Regions from separate parts of the Mus musculus genome. Here region 2 is linked to region 1. Evidence: chromatin contacts called from public Hi-C data. All regions are on one chromosome and are shown on one strand. The core of a region is the stretch at or near the end of the contact, and the rest is flanking DNA. Distances in the headings are between cores, read along the strand shown.

Region 1 (4,003 bases), core at 703-3,202:
CTTGACCACACACTTGAAAGTTCGCTCTCACTCCAGGACACACGTGACCGCACGCAGGCGGGCCTTCTAAGCTACCCGGCGACAGGAGATGTGGATTGTGGACTATTTAGAGCTGGGACAGCGTTCTGCCCTAATTACCTAGAGCTGGTTGGCAAGCAAGCACTTTGGTGTCACCTCTTAAGACCTCTAAGACCTCTTCAGTGGCCCGCCAAGGATCAGACGCGGACCTTGTTAGGAAGGCATCTTATCACCTGCTCTGGAAAGTTGTGTGACCCAAGATGGGGTGCTGGAAACACACAGGGCTCCAAAGCCAGTGTGCCGACCCCCTGGGACTCGACAGTAGTCACCCCGCCCTCCCCAAGCTCCAGTCACACGCTCCAGCTCCACACCTTCGGGCCGTATTGTGCAGAATAAAGGCTAATTACAGTCACTACACTGGGACTCAGTTTCTCTGGGGGAAAGTGTTGCCCAGAATGAGGCTCGGCAAAGTAACCTGATTAAGTCTTGATCCCACTCCCCTCCCCCGTTCAGTTATCTCAGAGACCCCAGAGGTTTTTAAAAGCCGCAGTAGCTGCGGAATCCCCGGGGATGGGAGAAAGAAAAGCACTCGGAGGACAGTCCAGTTGAAAGCCACTCTTGGAGCCCGAGAGACGGCCCGGCGCCTGGGGAGTCTCAGTCCCGGGCGCAGGCTGCGTACTTGTCATGGCTCGGCCTCCAGGCTGCCGCCCACCGAACGTGCGCTTGCTCACGGCAGCGCGAGGACTCCCGGCTCGGCCGGCACCTGGCGCCCGGTGTCCTCGGAGACGCCCACCTTCACCCACTGTGCGCTCTCAACCCTGCTTAAGTCTGAGGGGCGCACTCGGGCTTCCAGGCCCCGTGCTCTGCCACGGTCCTAACAGCCCGCCTGGCAGAGGAGGCAGAACCATTGTTCAGTGGCTCCAAAGCCCACATCCCCTAGCCCTTGTCAATGGGGGGTGAAAACCATGTAAAACAGAGGTTCTGGGAAGAAGGGGGACACAGAAGAATGACAACAAGTTCAAGGGACGCTTTAGGACACCCTAAACCCCACCGTCCCCCGGGCCTGGCTCCCAGTAACCTCGGCTCTGACAGCTCAGAGGCGCCACCCGGGTGGGGAGGGGAGGCAGGAGAGGAGCGTGGAGAGGCGCCTGCTAGGAGGGGATGGGCAAGAGGAGCCCCGGGGTCCCCCAGAACGCGGCGATCGCGGACGCCTCGGCTTGTTTCGGGCCGAGTGCGGAGGGGCGCGTCCCCACTCACCGCTTGCAGTGGCGCCGCTGTCCCGGGGCGCCCAGCACAGCGCGAGCAGCAGCCACAGCGCCCAGCGCGCGGACGTGCCCATGCTGCCCGCCCGGATGGTGCCTCCGTCGCGCCGTCGTTGTCGCCGTTCGCTCCGCACAACAAGTTACCAGCCCTTCGGAGAGGAAGAAGGAGGTGGGGGCGGGGAGGGAGGAGACGAGGAGGAGGGGGAAGGAGTGAAGAGCCGGGAGCACGGAGAGCACGCAAGGAGCGGGCACCCTTTCCCTGCAACTTGCACACTCTACTCCCCGCCAGCCACCCACCCAACCACCCACCCGGTCACCTCCCCCGCCGCGGCCGCGGTGTGCGCGCGGACCCTGCGGGCGGAAAATAATGCAGGCGTTGCAGAGAAGGGGAGGGAGAGGGGAGGGAACGGCGCGGGAGGAGGGGGCGGGGAGCCCGTTCGCCACCGAGGACAGCTCAAGTGAGCGGTTTGGGGGCAACCACCCGGGCGGCCGCAGGAGCGCGGCCGAGCGGCGCGGGGACCCCAGCGGGGGAGCTCAGCCCAGCAGCTCAGGCACGCACCGCTCTCCCGCGCGCAGTGAGGAGGGTGCGGGGGCAAGTGGCAGCGTGCGTGCGTGAGTGGCTGGGGCTGGGGCTGTCGCCGCCGCCATCCGGATGGCTCCAGGGGCTCGACTGCTCCGCGCGTTGGCCCGGGGCTCACGGGGGACCCGGGGCGGCCGCTGGTTGGCTCGCGCACCGTCCTCACCTCCAATCCCGGGTGCCTGTCCTAATTTCCTGATCCAGGGAACCTGCGGCCGCAGCAGCTGTGCGCTCCCTAGCTCCCTACAGTTGCTACTGTACCCTCCTGGCGCCTTGGCTAGGAGCGCTGATGCAACTATTGCTGCTCTTGCCACCGCCTCCAGGCTTGATGGGGCTGGCAGTTGAGGGGTCTGGGGGGCAGCAAGGAACCCTTTTCCTCCCTCTCCTGAGCCCCTAGGAAGGGCTGATGTAGTGAGGTCGGTAGGTAGCATCTTCCGGGGGACTCTTCTTTCCAACCTGAAAGTGATGAAGAGGAGGGGTGCGAAAGCTCCGCTGTTCTGCTGTGGGGTTCGGAGTCCCATCTCAATGGCAAGCTGAGATGCCATTTTGTTAAAAATTAAATGTGGCTTTAAGTAAGAGTGTGTGAAAGAGAAAGAGAGAAAGAACAAGAGCGCTCCCGCGGTTGTGGCTTGTCCTCTGTAATAGAACAAGACTAAAATAACCGAGTCTGGGATGGGGAGGAGGGAAATTGCCAGCGCAGCTCTGCATTCTCTCATCAACGATTAGAGTTAATTGCTAATTGCACAAAATGATAGTTTGAGGGCCTGTAATTAAAAGCTTAACCTTTTTCTGGTTGGAGGAAGGGGACCCCGGTAGATTTATTCTTGGTATAGTTTGTAACGTTCAATTATAAGCATTGTGGAGGGAAAGAAGTCAACCCTCCCAGAGAGGATAGATTGGAGGGAGGTGGGTGCCAGACAGGACCTAAGTTTATGGTTTGTTCTTAGTGTACTTCAGTTTTCTTGAACACATCGCCTTGGTTGAGATGCTTTCTGTGGTATACCACAGATTTTTCCAAATTATTTCACCTGTTAATATGTGTGTATGTGCTTCTGTTTTATAAGTTGCTGTACCTCGAATGAATCAAAGTTGACAGATTTCAGATTCCATGTCCTAGCTTCCTTCTGGCATTGTAATGTCACCTTGGTTCTCTTGAGCAGTTCTCTGGGGACAGTCTACTAGGAGAGATGTTCTCATGTACCCAGGAGACCCTGGGGGTAATTCTCAGCCAGGGTACATTTTGATCGGTGTAATTTAGCCTCATTGTGATGGATAATCTCACATGCAGATGGGGTCTTTCAAAGCTGCTCACTGTGGATGCTGTTGTGTATAATCAGAGGGTAGGAGATGGGCGGAAACTGCATGGTGAACACGTGATCACAGCCAGTACCAGTCCACAGACCAAGTTTGAGGGGGATGGTCTAACTTTCGTATCCCTGGGGCTTGAAAAGCTCATAGTCACTTTACACCTGATGAAATGGGTGGGGGACATAGGTGAAGTCAATAAATAGTCAATATGAACAGGCTCCATAGTTAACTGAGACGTCACAAGCTTGTTTTCAATGTTTTACTTGAGAGAGAAAGGTACACGACAAGGGAAACATTGATACGGCACATAAGACTTAACTTTGACAAACATGTATTATGCTTTCTAGCATAAATAAACTGTTGGTAAGCCAAGTTATGGCTCTACACTCAACCTGGTGGCTTTTTTGGTCTATCATTCGACTGCCTCTGCCTCTGTGTAACTTCAAAGGATAAAAACAAACCACTCCCTTTTCTGTGCCTGCCATCTGACCTGTAAACTGAAATCAGAAACAACCCACATGATACTCAAAATCATCTGTGGCCTCAAGAAGCAGGTCTCTTTCAGACCAACCTATTAGAGGCTGAAAGAAGTTCCAAAGGACGAATGCATATAATTAACATAGAGAGTAACTGATAACTAAGAGAATAAATTAATCTCGAGTAGATAACGTGGGCAAACGAACAGAGGCCTTCAGGTAACTATGTGAGTAGTGCTATTTACTTCCACAATCCACCGAGTGAACTAGTGTGTCCAAACAGCACACACACTGAGCAGTGCTGGGTTCTATGCTATGTAAGGCAACCGCCATGGGTCAATACTTAGCTGAGGAGGCCATGG
Region 2 (4,003 bases), core at 542-3,041, 44 kb before region 1:
TTAAAAGAAAACTGCAAAATTGTTGTCATTATTAAATACTTTGAATTATAAGACAAAAACTGTGCTAACGAGATAAATGGCTCTTTAAATGTAAAACTAAAGAGGTGTCTTTTCAAAAAGCTTTCTCATTTGATGAAGTATAAGGAGACCACATTCTCGGTTGCATTGGCTTTCTTCCTATCTCTTGTCAGTGGTGTGACTCATAGACACTTTTGCCTTGACTCTTTGGCCAAAATAGGAGGTGAAATACAGTCTGAGCTCTGTGGCACCAAGTGACCCAACAACCCAAGGCCACTCTGTGTGGTGCAGACTAGAGACACATAAGGGGCCTGAGTCCAGGAGGTGGTTAGCATGAAGAGCGAGTGTGAACGAGCCACAGGCATCCTTGGTAAGCATTAAACTTTCATTGTATTGAGGGTCTTAGAAAAAAGAAATGTCAAGCACATGGCAGTAATTTTGAAAAATGTCATGTTGGCCCTTAAGATTGTATGTTCTCCCTGTCATTCTCTCTCCTTCCTGCTCTTTACCATTTTAATGAAGTTTCCTTACAATCTTGGATTTCAAAGGGCTTTTACTTAGTTGTCAGTTGACTTTTACAGAAAGCCTTCTCTAAGCTCTTCCTTACTCAATCCATTGACATGCCGTATTAGATTGCTTAATATTTAGCATTCCTGGACTAGCTTGGGAATTATGATTTGGTCATGGCAGATTATGTACTCTATACATTTGAATTTGATTTGCCAGCATGTTCTTTGGGAATTCTTTTCATTTGCCTTCATAAATGATGATAACCTATAAATTCGTGTAAGCAAGGATATGGATGCAAGCAATATATCAGTGTTAGAAGCAGGACAAGATTATTTCCACTCTAAGTAAAATATAGTAGGTAATCCATATTTATAATAAGAGACTGCATTGTTTATTTCTTAATAACTCATTAAATAAGTAGAGATGTATACCTGAAGAATTTTTATGTCTTTGATCATGGGGTGCATTGGCCTATTTTCTTATAATATTTCATCTAATTTTGTATCAAAATACCGTTTGCATCTTGAAATAATTTGAGAAATATCCTATAGCTTTCAATTTTCTGGAAGATATTAGGTAAGCACCATGCTACTGTTTTCTTAAGTATTTGTTGGGGATGGCTTTGAACCCCAGTCTCATGTGCAGACCCATGGTGTAAAAAACGATGGTGTCTACACAATTTGCTCAAGAAACTGAATCTAGCACTTGTAGGTAGGGAGAGAGCCTAGACACTGAAGAAAACATATTCTAATTGCCAATGTTGCTGAAGATAAAGCTTTTGGCTAACTTCGGAAGGCTTGGGGAGATCTGTTAACATAGGAGGGAACGTGACTCTCTCTGATGGAAACTGAAAGGAATGTTTTCTTCCTGGGAAGGCTATAAGAAGGCTGTCACCATGGACACTGAGGAGTGGCACCTCCTGCTTGGAGCTTCTCGTGAAGCTGAACAAATCTAGCCTGGCTTCACGCGTGCTCTATGAAGTACCAAGAATGAAATCAGGCCAGAACATTTTTAAAGAAGTCGGATTTTTCAAGGACTATCTTGGATTTCCTTTTCTTTGTATGTTTAAACAACCGTAGATGTTGAGAAATCCAAAGGACCTACTCATAACACCACTCTGCAAAGTTGCCAGCTGCCTACAACTCTGAAGATTTGTCCTATGATCAAGTACAATCTGGACTTGGTCTTCTGTTCTAGACATGGTGTTCAGGGAAATTCCTTCCACAGTGTTCATTGTATTGAAGGGAATAATACAGCAATATGTGATTGATTGCTACGGCTGCTCTCACCAAGTTGCCCTGCATTGCATCAGCTGCCAGCATAGGACAGGGCCAAATAAAAAGCTTAGTAAGGCCAATTGTAAGAATAGTGACGTGGGCTTATTTGAAGATCAAAACTACAGCATCCTGTAAATCTGTAATTGCTCTTGAAATTATCTCCTAAGATACAAGTTTTCTAAGAGTATCTTTTATGATTTTCTTCTGCCCTTTGAGTCCAACAAAACCTGTGTGTTAGTAAAGAACACATTCCTTGCTAATGCTAAGAACTGTTGCCAGGAGAAAGCCATAGTCAACATCTCTAGAAGACTTATTGGATTACAGAATAGGGCTCACTGGCACCCGTGTGAAAGTCTTGGCTTTGACAGTGTGGGTGGCGTTATTTTAACCACAGAACACCCTGCACTGTGATTCTTATTGTAAACCAAAGGTCTGTGGCATCAAACTTCAGTACGGTCTCTATTTGGGATGTGAGCCTGCCAAATGTGCACATGGCAAATGTGTTTTATTCAAACAGCTCTGGGGGGAAAGAGAGCTCACATTTGGATAGTGCGCATCTGTTTTCCCATCTGGTTCTCATAACAACTGTGTGCAGTGACTGAGTCAGAGTTTATCATTGGCTTGTTTGAAGGTGGAGAAATGGAGAGTCAGTAAGTGAAAGGAATTTACCAGAATTGTAAGGCAAGTAGGAAGCAGCTAAGATCAAAACTCGCAGCTTTCAGCCCAGACTCTCATGGTAGTACCAGTGTGGTAATTTCTTCACAATGAAAACAGACATTATAGTTAAGGGTTCAGTTTGAAAGATCAAAATAGACCCCAACCCCCCCCAAGCCACAGTGAAAGCCAACATTTCACTGCTGGAGCTAGATTTGTTAATTTCTCTCACCAGCCAGAGGGGTCTGGGTGGGTTTCCTGTAGCAGGGATGTGTCCCCTCCTGTGGAGTGGTCCTCAAATCCAATCAGAAGGCAGTTAGTGACCTTTCCCCCAACCCCGCCTGCAAAGCACTCATACCACCAATTGCACGGTAGGCATATCTTGCTGGTAGGTTAATGCTATTGCACAAAAGCTTCAAAGCTGAGTAAGACTGTGAAGGTTCTCCTCCAGCATTCTGCACAGCACCTTCTGGTTCTATGGACAATGATCGCCACGGAGGATGCTTAACAGCTCAGCTCCACCCTAATTTCTGTGTCCTTTAATGAAAATATGTTGTTTTGTCAATGTAGAATTGGAGGTTTTGTGAAATTTTCAATTGTTACACCTATATACAGGACCCCCCACAGTATGCGTCACAAAAGATACTGATTCTGTGGTTGGCTCTATCCATTTTGGTGCCATCTCAGGACTTATACATTGTATCTTAGGAGTACAGAAACACTAAAAGAAAAAATGGAGGTATTGAGATGGATGAGTCCCAACTCATATATTCATTCTAGCCTGAGGCGTGCACATCCTTAGACTTCATAGGGAGACAGCAGGAGATCCCAAGTCACTGACATTAAATGTGAGAATTTGTGTTTCAGTCATCCCTCAGTATACACCAAGCATACGTCCCAGGATCCCTGTCTGTTGAGGGCTTTTGGTGCAGTTTCTAGGAATTTGGCATTTGTCACTGGGCTTGGACAAGGAAGTAGGCTCAGATAAGAATATTAGAAGCAATGATCATGGGGCTTTTCTTACTATTTTGCTGAATTCCTACCTTATGTGATCTCTTTGCTGACTACTTTACTTAATTATGACCTTGTGTGACCCTTTGCCTTTCTACTTTGCTTAATTACTATCTCGTGTGATCGCCTTGATTACTACTTTGCTTGACTACCTTGTCTTTGCTCTAAGAACTGACCGTAGTTTTTGGATGTACCTAGAATGATATAAAAGCAGGCTAGAGAGACATAGAGTTGCTCCCGCCTCAGCACTGGCTGGAGCCATGTTCTAGTGTTGTCTAATTGTTTTCCTTCTTTTTCAATCCTCACTCCCTCCCTTGAAACCCTGTTGACTGACTGAGCTGGCTTGGTCACCTGCCAACCAAATTTCATGGATGTCAGAGTTTCTCCTATGTTTCCTTGAATGGTGGTACTTGTACACAACCTGTGCCTTTCCTCCCATGTACTTCATCATGTCAAGATTGCAGGTTGCGCATCCGTAACTCACAAACACAAAATAGAAACATCTTGATCTCTAACATGATACCAGAAGAAGA

The links. A called contact is a pair of places that touch in the nucleus more often than the background predicts.
Region 2: a Hi-C map of embryonic fibroblasts shows a contact between it and region 1, with 1.9 times the contacts expected there. A contact is called at or near these places in 4 of 484 Hi-C or Micro-C datasets (embryonic fibroblasts, nephron progenitors and rod photoreceptor), 3 of 130 datasets of targeted methods (embryonic fibroblasts, embryonic stem cells and heart atrium) and 1 of 9 other capture datasets (liver).

Annotation. Positions count from the first base shown.
Region 1 is chr19:27,214,969-27,218,971 of GRCm38.p6, reverse strand. It overlaps Vldlr (very low density lipoprotein receptor), which reads right to left and starts at 1,952. Exons shown (of 18, transcript NM_001161420.1): 1 at 1,276-1,952. The coding sequence starts at 1,357. All of the region lies in intron 3 of Gm35438 (a long non-coding RNA gene), which reads left to right.
Region 2 is chr19:27,258,614-27,262,616 of GRCm38.p6, reverse strand. Gm35438 (a long non-coding RNA gene) reads left to right here. Exons shown (of 8, transcript XR_003952921.1): 3 at 239-388. Among named protein-coding and RNA genes, the nearest start is that of Vldlr, 44 kb to the right of the region's middle.